Regions from separate parts of the Mus musculus genome. Here region 2 is linked to region 1. A link is a contact called in public promoter capture Hi-C data. All regions are on one chromosome and are shown on one strand. The core of a region is the stretch at or near the end of the contact, and the rest is flanking DNA. Distances in the headings are between cores, read along the strand shown.

Region 1 (4,926 bases), core at 2,234-4,733:
GTCACCCTCCCATCTTTCCTAACATTTACAGGTCCCTTCTGTGAACTGCTGCTGCCAATTCCAACATAAGCATTTCAACTATCATCCAGACAAGTGTTTCCTGGTGTATGTTCACAGGTGTGAACGTGTACTCATGTGCACGTGTGTGGAGGCAGGAGGCTGCTGCCAGGTGCCTTCCCTGATTGCTTCCCACTTTACACATCAAGACTGGGTCTGCTACTTGGGCCCAGAGCCATTGATTGGCTAGCCTCACTAGGCTGCTCCACCTTCCGGTGTTGCGATTTCCAGAGGGCTGCCACGGGCCACTCAGCATTTACATGGGTACTAGGGATTTGAATCTCGGTCCTGGTGCTTGTAAAGTGAGTGTTTTTACCTGCTCAGCCACCTCCAATTTTATGTTTCCTAATTTCCATGGACTGTCTTGTGATCCCCAGAGGCTGAGAGACCTCATCCTTGTCACAGCATTATTGTGAGTTGATGTGGTGGACCCATAAGAGGGGGGGCCAAGTGGGAGGACATCCTGTCATTGGGGACATGCCTTTAAGAGGATACTAGGGCAACTGGGCATGGTGGCACTCAGGAGGCAAGGCAGGCAGATGGCTATGAGTTTGAAGCTAGTGTGGTCGTCGTCCTGAGCTTGAGTGTTCTTCTGATGTGTTTGTTAGGGCAAGCATTTAGGAGACACGTGCTAAGGCTGCTTCATTACTACTACCCAACAGAAGAGGAACAGCTTGGCTTTGCCTGTTTCCCTGTAGCTATAAGCCGACCAGGTCCTGCCTTGAACTCAAGTATGTGCAAAGAAGAGCTCAGAAACTCAGTCCAATCTTCCCTGGTCTATGGTGTTCCAATACAGTGAATTCACAAGGCTTGCTGAAAGAAACTGCAAGAAACTCTGCACACCAAGGGTCCTTCTAGGAATCTCGATGTAGCCCAGGCTGGCCCGGAGCTCACAGGCTTCTATTTGCCTCCTGAGTGTTGGGATCACTGGTGTGTGCTATTATGCTTGGCTTCATAATCATTATTTGGCTATAAAATATTCCATTAAGTATACTACACATGACTTAATAACTCCCCTGAAGATAATGCACATAGCAAAATAAGGACTTAGAAAGTACTGGAAAACTCGAGTAAGATTATTGTTCTCATACTACAGAGGAAGGAGAAGCGTTTCCCTCCTAGGGGGCTGGGAGGCACTGCTGCTCCCAGTGTTTGAGGTAATCAAGGCTCCAGGAAGCATAGGAGCAACACGGGTCAGTCACTCTGCATCTGTCAACACGCCACAGAGCACACCCCAAGAATATCAGCATAAAAACGTATGGATCTTTTTGTTTGTTTGTTTGTTTCTTTTTCCAGACAGGGTTTCTCTGTATAGCCCTGGCTGTCCTGGAACTCACTTTGTAGACCAGGCTGGCCTCGAACTCAGAAATCTGCCTGCCTCTGCCTCCTGAGTGCTGGGATTAAAGGTGTGAGCCACCACACCCGGCTTGGTATGTATCTTTTAACTTGTAAGATATTTTTTTTTATTTGGTCTGGGTATAGTGGTGCAGGTCTTGTTTCCAGCACTTGGGGCGAGTTCAAGGTTACCCTTGACTACATAGTAAGTTCAGGATGAACATGAACTATCTAAACTTGTATCTCAAAAAACCTAGGAGTTGGGCATGGTGGTACATGCCTTTAATCCTAGTACTTGCAGGGGTCAGGGGCAGGCAGAGCTCTGTGAGTTCAAGGTCAGCCTGGTCTACATGGTCTAAATAGGGACTTTCACACCAACCAGGACTACACAGAGAGGCCTTGTTTCAAACAAACAAACAAACCACCAAGAAAAAAAGAGATTTCTAAATGTCTTTCCCTGTTGGGCTCTGGCAAACATAATTACATATCTGTATATGTATAAGGCATTTCAGAAGAACTACACACTCTAGACTAACCTTCAGACCCCAGAGGCCAGCTAAGGCAAGGGCTCTGTAGGTATGTGGGTCAGCTTTCTGTTAGCCTGACAACTCAGTGAAAAAGGAAAGCAGGCTTATTTTTATTTGGTCTGATGGATCCAAAGTTTTCAGTCCATGGCTGCAGAATCTCGTTGCTTTGCACCTGTGATGGCACAGCATACCATGGTGGAAAGTGTGTGGCCTAAGAGGCCTGTCCACCTTGTGGCCAAAATGCAAAGAATGTAGAAGGGACCAGGGTCCCAATATCCCCATTCGAGGGCACCTCTCCATCCACCTCATTGCCCTCCATGAGTTCCCACCCCCTAAAGGGTCCAGCATCTTCCAATAAGACCACAGACTGAGAACCAACCATGGGCCTTTGGGGGATATTCAAGATCCCAACTAGAGCAAGGGACAATCGTGTCCATGGCCCTTTTATCTATCAGAAATGAGAGAAGACTTCAGTTTTCATCCTGTGAAATGGGAACAAAACCTACACCAAGTTGTTTAAAGATGTGACAGGATAGACAAAACAGCCATTTCTTGGAGTCTTCAGGGCACTGGTTCTAGGACCCCCCAGAGATATATAAATCTATGTATGTTGATAGTTTGCCTGTCCCCCCTCCTGCATGTTTCAGCTCATCTTACAACACGCACCACAGCAGGGATGCTCTGCTCTTCTGTATTGCCTAGGAAAGACTGACAGTGTTCAGTAAATCTACAATCCTTTTCCCCAAATATTTTCGACACACAGTTGGTTGAATCCATGGAATTCATTGTATCCCACAGATATGGAGCAACAACTGTGTGTGGCCGCTAGCACTTCACAAAGGGAGCTGGGTTGGTTGTCGGTGGGACATGGGCCTTACGTGTATCTTGCCCTTGACGAAGGTAGTGATGTCCTCCTCGTTGTCGAAGATGGACAGTGTCTGAAGCAAGTTGTTTTCCAGCCATTCCCAGTGTTTGGTGATCTCTTTTCGGGAAGAACCTAGTTCAGTGAGAGTGGATGAAATCAGAGCTCAGACTCAAGCAGAGGGCTGGGTCCCCAGTGCTCTCTCTCTATTCAAGTGACCCCCTCCTCCCAAGGCAAGGATGAGCCTCTCCTGTTTACACTTTCTATTACAGTGAGAGTCCTCCCTCCCCTACCAAGAGTACTCCTGTTCTTCTAGAGACAATCTACAAGGCGGCTGTAAACAGGTAAATTTATCAGATTTCTTTGTCCCGTTGTTGACAGAGTCCCTGCAGGGCAGGCAAACAGCTACTGTCTTCAGCTGGCCTCCCCCACTCCCCAGCATCTGTCTGAGCAGTGCACGGAGAGTGGAAACGGAAGCACAGTGCTCTTCCCACAGGCCGGGTGGGGCTGTCTGCTTCCATCAAGGGTCTAAATGAGCAGCCCTGGGAGGTGAAATAAGAAACCTAGACTGGAAACCTTTCGGAATGGATGCCTAAAAAGGATGGGAGGAGGGAGCAACCTGTGGTCTTAACTGTGCTGGTGTGGAGCAGTTCATGGGTCCTGGCAGGAAAAGCAGCCACGTGTCACGGCCAGGCCCATATACTATGACCTATGAACCAAAGGTCAGAGCGTAGGGTGTTCTGGGAAAATTCTTCACCACTGAGGGAGACACCCTTCTCTAATTGGAACACTCTTGTACCAGCTGTGCTGGTGGCCTTGACTCCTTCCTGACTAGGCCTAGTGGTCGCCACCACCTCCTCCCACCCATGGCTCTGCTCGTGGCCGTGCTGTAGCCTGGCTTGCCCTCACTAGGGATGCTTTGTTTGCTTCTTACTCAAGCAGTTCATCAGACAAGCAACTTCACAGCACGGAGCCTCTCCTGGGGAAGGACAGCCACAAGAAGACAGGAGTCAAGCCTGAAGCACTAGATACCTCAGTGAGTCACGCAGGCTCAATCTCTCTGTAAGCCCCTTCAGCCACCCAGTTCCCCTTCCTGGCTTTTCTTTGTGCTTTTGTCTTATGGCTGCCTCCTCCTGCTGCACAGGGTTACGGTTGGTAGAGAGGGATTTATTTCTGGCCAAGAACCCACCATCACATTCAGAAGTTAAGCTGACATATAATGCAGCTCTCAGGATCATTTCATTTTTTTTTTAAATTAGATTTATGCACATAAATGTTTTATCTTCATGCATGTGCACCACTTGTGTGCCCTCAGGAGTCAGAAGAGGAGGTTAGATCTCCCGGGGCTGGTCATGAGCCACCATAGGTTCGGGGAACCTGGGTCCTCTGCAAGGTGGCAAGTGCTCTAACTACCGAGCCACCTCTCTAGCCCCCAGGGCCATTCTCTTTTATATGCACATTCCCAGCAACTGTAGATGGATCAAATTGTCATTCTGTCTGTCTGCACCTGTTTCTGTTTTGATTATTGATGTTTACGTGTACATCTCTTAGTTAAAAGTCAGTCACTTGTTTAATATTAAGGACACAAACTATACCATCTCTGTCAGGTACTGGGGATGAAAAAGATGCAGTAACTGCTTAGATTACTGAGTGTCACTCCTGTTCTCAGAATTGTCCACAGAGCTCACTTCATCCAGGACACCTCAGATACCTTACAGTATAACACCGGGGCACAGAGAAGTTCAGTCAGTTATCCAAAGCCACCTAGCAAGGAAGTGACAAAGTGAGAATGCCGGCCCAGCTGCCTGGTGCACCCAGCTCTCATCCTCCCTCTACCTGATAGGGCAGCCAGGCCACGCCCAGGGGAGGAGGAGAGTGGGAAGTGGATGTGTGGGTCTGAGGAATCCGGGGAGGTGACATCTGGTGAGTATCAACAGAGAAGGGACACTCTGCACAGAAAGCAGCAGAGGGGTGTGGGAAATCACAAACACTGCAGGTGTGCTCCTTGTGTGACTACCGGGACACAGCTAGGGAGGAGTCTGGGGATGGAGGTGGGCAGATCCCGGACATCCTGAATACCAAGGTGCGAGACTGATTTACCCGGCACACTCCAGCAGGACATTTGGTGTCGGCAAGCTGCTTCTG
Region 2 (5,012 bases), core at 762-3,261, 280 kb before region 1:
GCTCTCTTTCATGCAGACAAAACACCCATACATACACATAGAATAAAATGATAAAATATAAAATAAAAAGCAGCCATCTAAGAACCAGCACCTGAGGTTGACCTCTGGCTAAGCTTTGGCTCACAGGTTTCTGAGGTTTCGGTCCATAACTGGTCCTTTTGCTTTGTGCCTGGAGCAAGGCAGCATATCCTGTAGGAAGCATGTGGTAGGTAGAATAAAAACTGACTTCCTGGACAGAAAGGGAGAAAGAGGAAAAGGCAAAGGTCACACACCTTCAGAACACACCTCTGGTGACCTCTCAGCTGGTCCCTCTCCTAACTGCAACCAAGCTGGGAAGCAGGCTGGTCACATGGATCTCTGGGGAGACATGTAGGCCAAGAAGAGGCATTTGACATGTTAGGAGAAAGGAGGGTCCCTGAGGGTCCCTGCTCCAGGGTAGGTGCCAGTGGAAGGATCCTAGCGATGCAAAGGCAGGAGAGCTGGGGTGAGGTGAGTGAGGGTGTTTGTGAGTAGCTCCCTGACATGCCAGTCTCTTGCAGTGAGTTCTATGAGCCCGAGGCCTTAATGATGGAGGAGGAAGGAATGGTGATCGTGGGTCTGCTGGTGGGACTCAACGTTCTGGATGCCAACCTCTGCTTAAAGGGAGAAGACTTGGATTCTCAGGTAACGTGGATTTAGGCCCTAGTGGGATGAACCCGGCCAGCGGTTGTTGGCTTGAAATCTGCAGACAGCTCTCCATTTTGATTGGATGTAATTTCCTGTAATGATCTCCATCTGTTGCAAGGAGAAGTTCTTGATGGGGGTGAGGACTACACTTATCTGTTAGTATTTGGATAGGTATTTAGAATGTAGTTTGAGAGTATGCTGGTTTAGTAAAGTGGTGGTTGTAGGTTCCTCTCCAAGATCCATGTCTTCACTAGCTCTGGGCAGATGGCTAAGTTTCCAGCACCAGACATGGTTTCCCTCTTGTTGAGTGTGTCTTCAATTCAGTGAGAGAGCTGTTACTTACTGCCAAGGGATCTGTGCCACTCCTGGACCCTTAGTCTGTGGTGCCATGCTGGTCATTGTTCGGTTCATGTCAGCCTTTCTTATAGCATCCAGGACCACGTGCCCAGTGGCACCACCTACAAGGGCTGGGCCTTCCCATATCAATCATTAATCAAGAAAATGCCTCATAGGCTCCCTACAGAAGCATTTCCCAGTTCCCTCTTCTCAGATGATTCTAGCTTGTGTCAGGTTGACAAAACTAACAAACAAACAAGATAGGGGTGCAAAGGACTTAGAAGTGTCCCATAAACAAGACTGTCCTTTAGTCTAGAAGTCTCTCTAGTGTTCGTTCTCTCTCTCTCTCCCTCCCTCCCTCCCTCCCCTCTGTTTTAAAATTACTTAGTACACCCAAACCTTTGATGCTCTTTATAAATGCCCCATCCTCCTTTGGATGCACACACAGTTGTGGGGTGACCATCCTGAATCTCAAGGCTTACAGGGCTTGTGGGGATGAGCACAGCACGTTTGATGTGAGCTTGTGCCCTCTGTCTCCATCAGGTCGGGGTGATTGACTTCTCTCTCTGTCTGAAGGACGCACAGGATCTTGACAGCGGCAGAGAGTGAGTAGTGAGCTGCTCGCAGCCCCTCACCAGCTGGTGACACGGGCTTGGGTTTGCTTTGCAACTTCAGCTTTGTTTAGTTAATTTAGTTACAGAGGTGAGTCTGGTGGCATCCTCTCTGTTTCAGGAGTTGCTCTCAGAATTGAGCATGCGTGTGGAAGTTCCCCTTTTATACCATCTCCTTTGCCCATCGCAGTCCACTCCCCTCACCACAGGAAGCTGCTATGGTCACTTCCATCTAAGCCATGTGGGGTGTGTGTGTGTGTGTGTGTGTGTGTGTGTGTGTGTGTGTGGTGTAGCATGTGGGTGGATGCATATTCCACAGCACACATATGGAGGTCAGAAGACAACTGTGTGGAGCTGGTTCTCTGTGGCCACCTTTATGTGGGCTCTGGGAATTATACTCAGGTCATCTGACCTGCGTGGCAAGTACTTTACCCACTGAACCATTGCATCAGACTCCAGGTTTATTTTTGGTTTTTTTTTTTTTTTTTTTTTTTTTTTTTTTATTGACTGTCCAAAACATACTGAGCTTTTTCTACCAATAATGGGATAACTGTAGGACACCCCTAGTGGTTGTGTGTTATGCAGACATACAGGACTAAATCTGATCTACTTGTATAGTAGACCAAGAGAAATTCACCCAAAGGACGATGAAATGAGAAAAGTATGATAACAAGGAATACATATATTTCTTTTTTATAAGCCAAAACAAGTTGAGTATATAGTGCGTGGTATATGTTAGCTCGATGTGCTGGTTAGAGGCACAAAAGAAGATAGCCAGTAAGCCATGACTATGGGTTACCTCAAGGAGCACTAGCAAGTAAAGAAAAAGCAAAAGGTAAAAGAAACAAAAGGATAGCAACTATAAAACAAACTCCAGCCCAGCACCTGTGGCATGAAACAATGTGGCACAGCCCCATTTACGTGAGCTACAAATATAGAAGTATGTGTTAAGGAGTGACAGGAAGGTCGGTGAGATGGCTCCGTGCAGCTCTCGCACACACAGACACACAGACACACACACACACACACACACACACACACACACACACACACACACGACTTACAGAAAGAAAGAGCTGGAGAGATGGCTCAGTGATTAAGTTGCTGCTCTTATACAGAACCCGCATCCGGTGGCTCACAGCTGTTTGTAACTCCAGTCCCACAAAATATGACACTCTGTCTTCCAAGGGTATTTGCATATATGCTGTGCATACTGACAAACAGGAAAACACGTATACGCAAAAATTGTAAATGATTGGAATTTTTAAAAAAAAGAAACCGATCAGAGGGAGAGCTCTACTGTGAAATGTTGAGGGCTTTTTCACTCTAACTTGTCCTGCTGTGTTCTGAAAGTCTTTGTTTCCTTGAGAGCGTGTCCCCTTTCCTTCAGTACAGTAAGACCCAGAGCCACGTGTGTGGCGGCAGGTGTGTTCACTGTGCACAGATGCCAATGGCTTTCTGTCCTCCCCACTGAGGCACAGGTGGTCAGGGACCTGTCCTCAAACCTTGATGCTGTGTCAGGCAAGCCATGCTGTTTACTCCACAGTGGCTCTGCCGGTCTCAGTTTCTGAAGATCGGGATGGCTGTACACAGGCCATACATAGACGGTTTGACATGGATCTAAGGTCTTCTCTCTGTGCTCTTCTCATAGGCATGAAAGAATTACCGATGTCCTTGATCAGAAAAATTACGTGGAGGAACTTAACCGGCACCTAAGGTAAGGCTCACTCCTCGCCAGTGCCAGTTGTTCTGTTGGGTGCCACAGACCTTTGCCGAGGTCTACAGTTTTAACTGTTAGGATTACGGTTTGTCTAAACAGAGAGACAAGTTGTAACCATTCAAGCCACATTTGTGTGTCCAGCCTCAGAGAGGACCCCTCCCTGATGAATGGCTTTGGGAAGACCTTGGGCTTTGTTTTGTACCGTGGTACAGCACGGAGATATAAATACACAGAGCCTGGAGCTCTGCCCCTACTCCACAGCCTTAGGAAAGGGAACAAGTGAAATAATATGAGAAATGAAGGAAGAGGCTAGCAGTGGTCTCAACCTTCCTAACGCTGTGACCCTTTCATACTGTCAGTTCCTCATGCTGTGCTGACCCCCAGACATAAAATTATTTCATTGCTACTTGATAACTGTAAGTTTGCTACTGTTATTAATCATGATGTAAATGCTTTTGGAGCTAGAGGTTTGCCAAAGAGGCCGTGGCCCACAGGTTGAGAACCACTGAGCTAGAGTCCCGGCTCAGCAGTTAGGAAGGCATATTGTGCTTCCAGAGTTGTGTTCCCAGTACCCACCTCAGGCAGCTCTCAACTGCCTGCAGCTCCAGCTCCACAGGGAGCTATCATCTCTGGCCTCCATGGGCGGGCACACACACACACACACACACACACACACACACGTGAATAGGTGTGTGTGCGCGTGTGTGCATTAAACAGAGTCTGGGGCTGAAGAGATGGCTCAGCGGTTAAGAGCACTGACTGCTCTTCCAAAAGTCCTGAGTTCAAATCTCAGCAACCACGTGGTGGCTCACAACCATTCATAACAAGATCTGATGCCCTCTTCTGGAGTGTCTGAAGACAGCTACAGTGTACTTACATATAATAAATTAAAAAAAAAAAAAAAAAAAAAAAAACAGAGTCTGACTATGTAGTCCTTGGCTGGTGCGGAGCCTGGAACTCACAAAGACACATCAGCCTTTGCTTCTCCAGTCTTGGGGTTAAAGGTGTGAGCCACAAGCATGGCCTAAAATGAAGTCTTAAATTTAGGGGGAGGGGGAGGAAGTCTGGGGTTGTGATTCAGAGAAGCCCTAGATTTCAGCCGCATCTCTCACACACACACACACACACACACACACACACACACACACACACACACACACACAAGGTTGAGTGAGGGATGATGTACGTGCATATGCTCGAGTTCCTGGTATGTATGCTTGACTAGAGCATTAATAGTGAAGTGAGCTGGGCATGGTAGTGCACACCTTTAATCCCAGCACTCCGGAGGCAGAGGCAGGTGGATTTCTGAGTTCGAGGCCAGCCTGGTCTACAGAGTGAGTTTCAGGACAGCCAGGGCTATACAGAGAAACCTTTTCTCGAAAAAAAGAAAAAAAAAACAACAGTGAAGTGATCTACTTCTCCAGTTGTGGGGAGACTGAGTTGATGCTTAAGTGATTTAAAATGCTATCAGCAAAGATGACTTGACATCTAGTTCAGAAACTTAAGTTCTTGCTCTTATCAAAGGGCTTGTTGCTGTCATCAGATTTATAGAATCTTTACATTTTTCATATTCTTTCGGTATAAAAGTAGTTTAAAATATCACAGAAGTGGCTGAAGGAATGGCTAAGTGGTTGAGAGCAATTGTTGCTCTTGCAGAGGACCCATGTGGTAGCTCATAA

The links. Capture Hi-C pulls out chosen DNA fragments and counts their contacts.
Region 2: a promoter capture Hi-C map of liver shows a contact between it and region 1. The contact joins two enhancer-like sites. A contact is called at or near these places in 5 of 39 promoter capture datasets (the C10 cell line, erythroid cells, liver and 2 more), 4 of 115 datasets of contacts at active chromatin or transcription factors (embryonic stem cells, microglia, regulatory T cells and 1 more) and 2 of 9 other capture datasets (adipose tissue and liver).

The regions. Positions count from the first base shown.
Region 1 is chr11:50,138,373-50,143,298 of GRCm38.p6, reverse strand. It overlaps Tbc1d9b (TBC1 domain family, member 9B), which reads right to left. Exons shown (of 22, transcript NM_001290760.1): 3 at 2,798-2,916. Among named protein-coding and RNA genes, the nearest start is that of Tbc1d9b, 9.5 kb to the right of the region's middle. Within about 2 kb of position 3,483, at least 38 of the 459 cell types and tissues checked have an H3K27ac peak or open chromatin away from gene starts, as enhancers often do. A contact at or near this core is called in liver, where this site is marked.
Region 2 is chr11:50,412,835-50,417,846 of GRCm38.p6, reverse strand. It overlaps Rufy1 (RUN and FYVE domain containing 1), which reads left to right. Exons shown (of 18, transcript NM_172557.3): 5 at 540-663; 6 at 1,546-1,607; 7 at 3,265-3,330. Among named protein-coding and RNA genes, the nearest start is that of Rufy1, 16 kb to the left of the region's middle. Within about 2 kb of position 2,011, at least 32 of the 459 cell types and tissues checked have an H3K27ac peak or open chromatin away from gene starts, as enhancers often do. A contact at or near this core is called in liver, where this site is marked.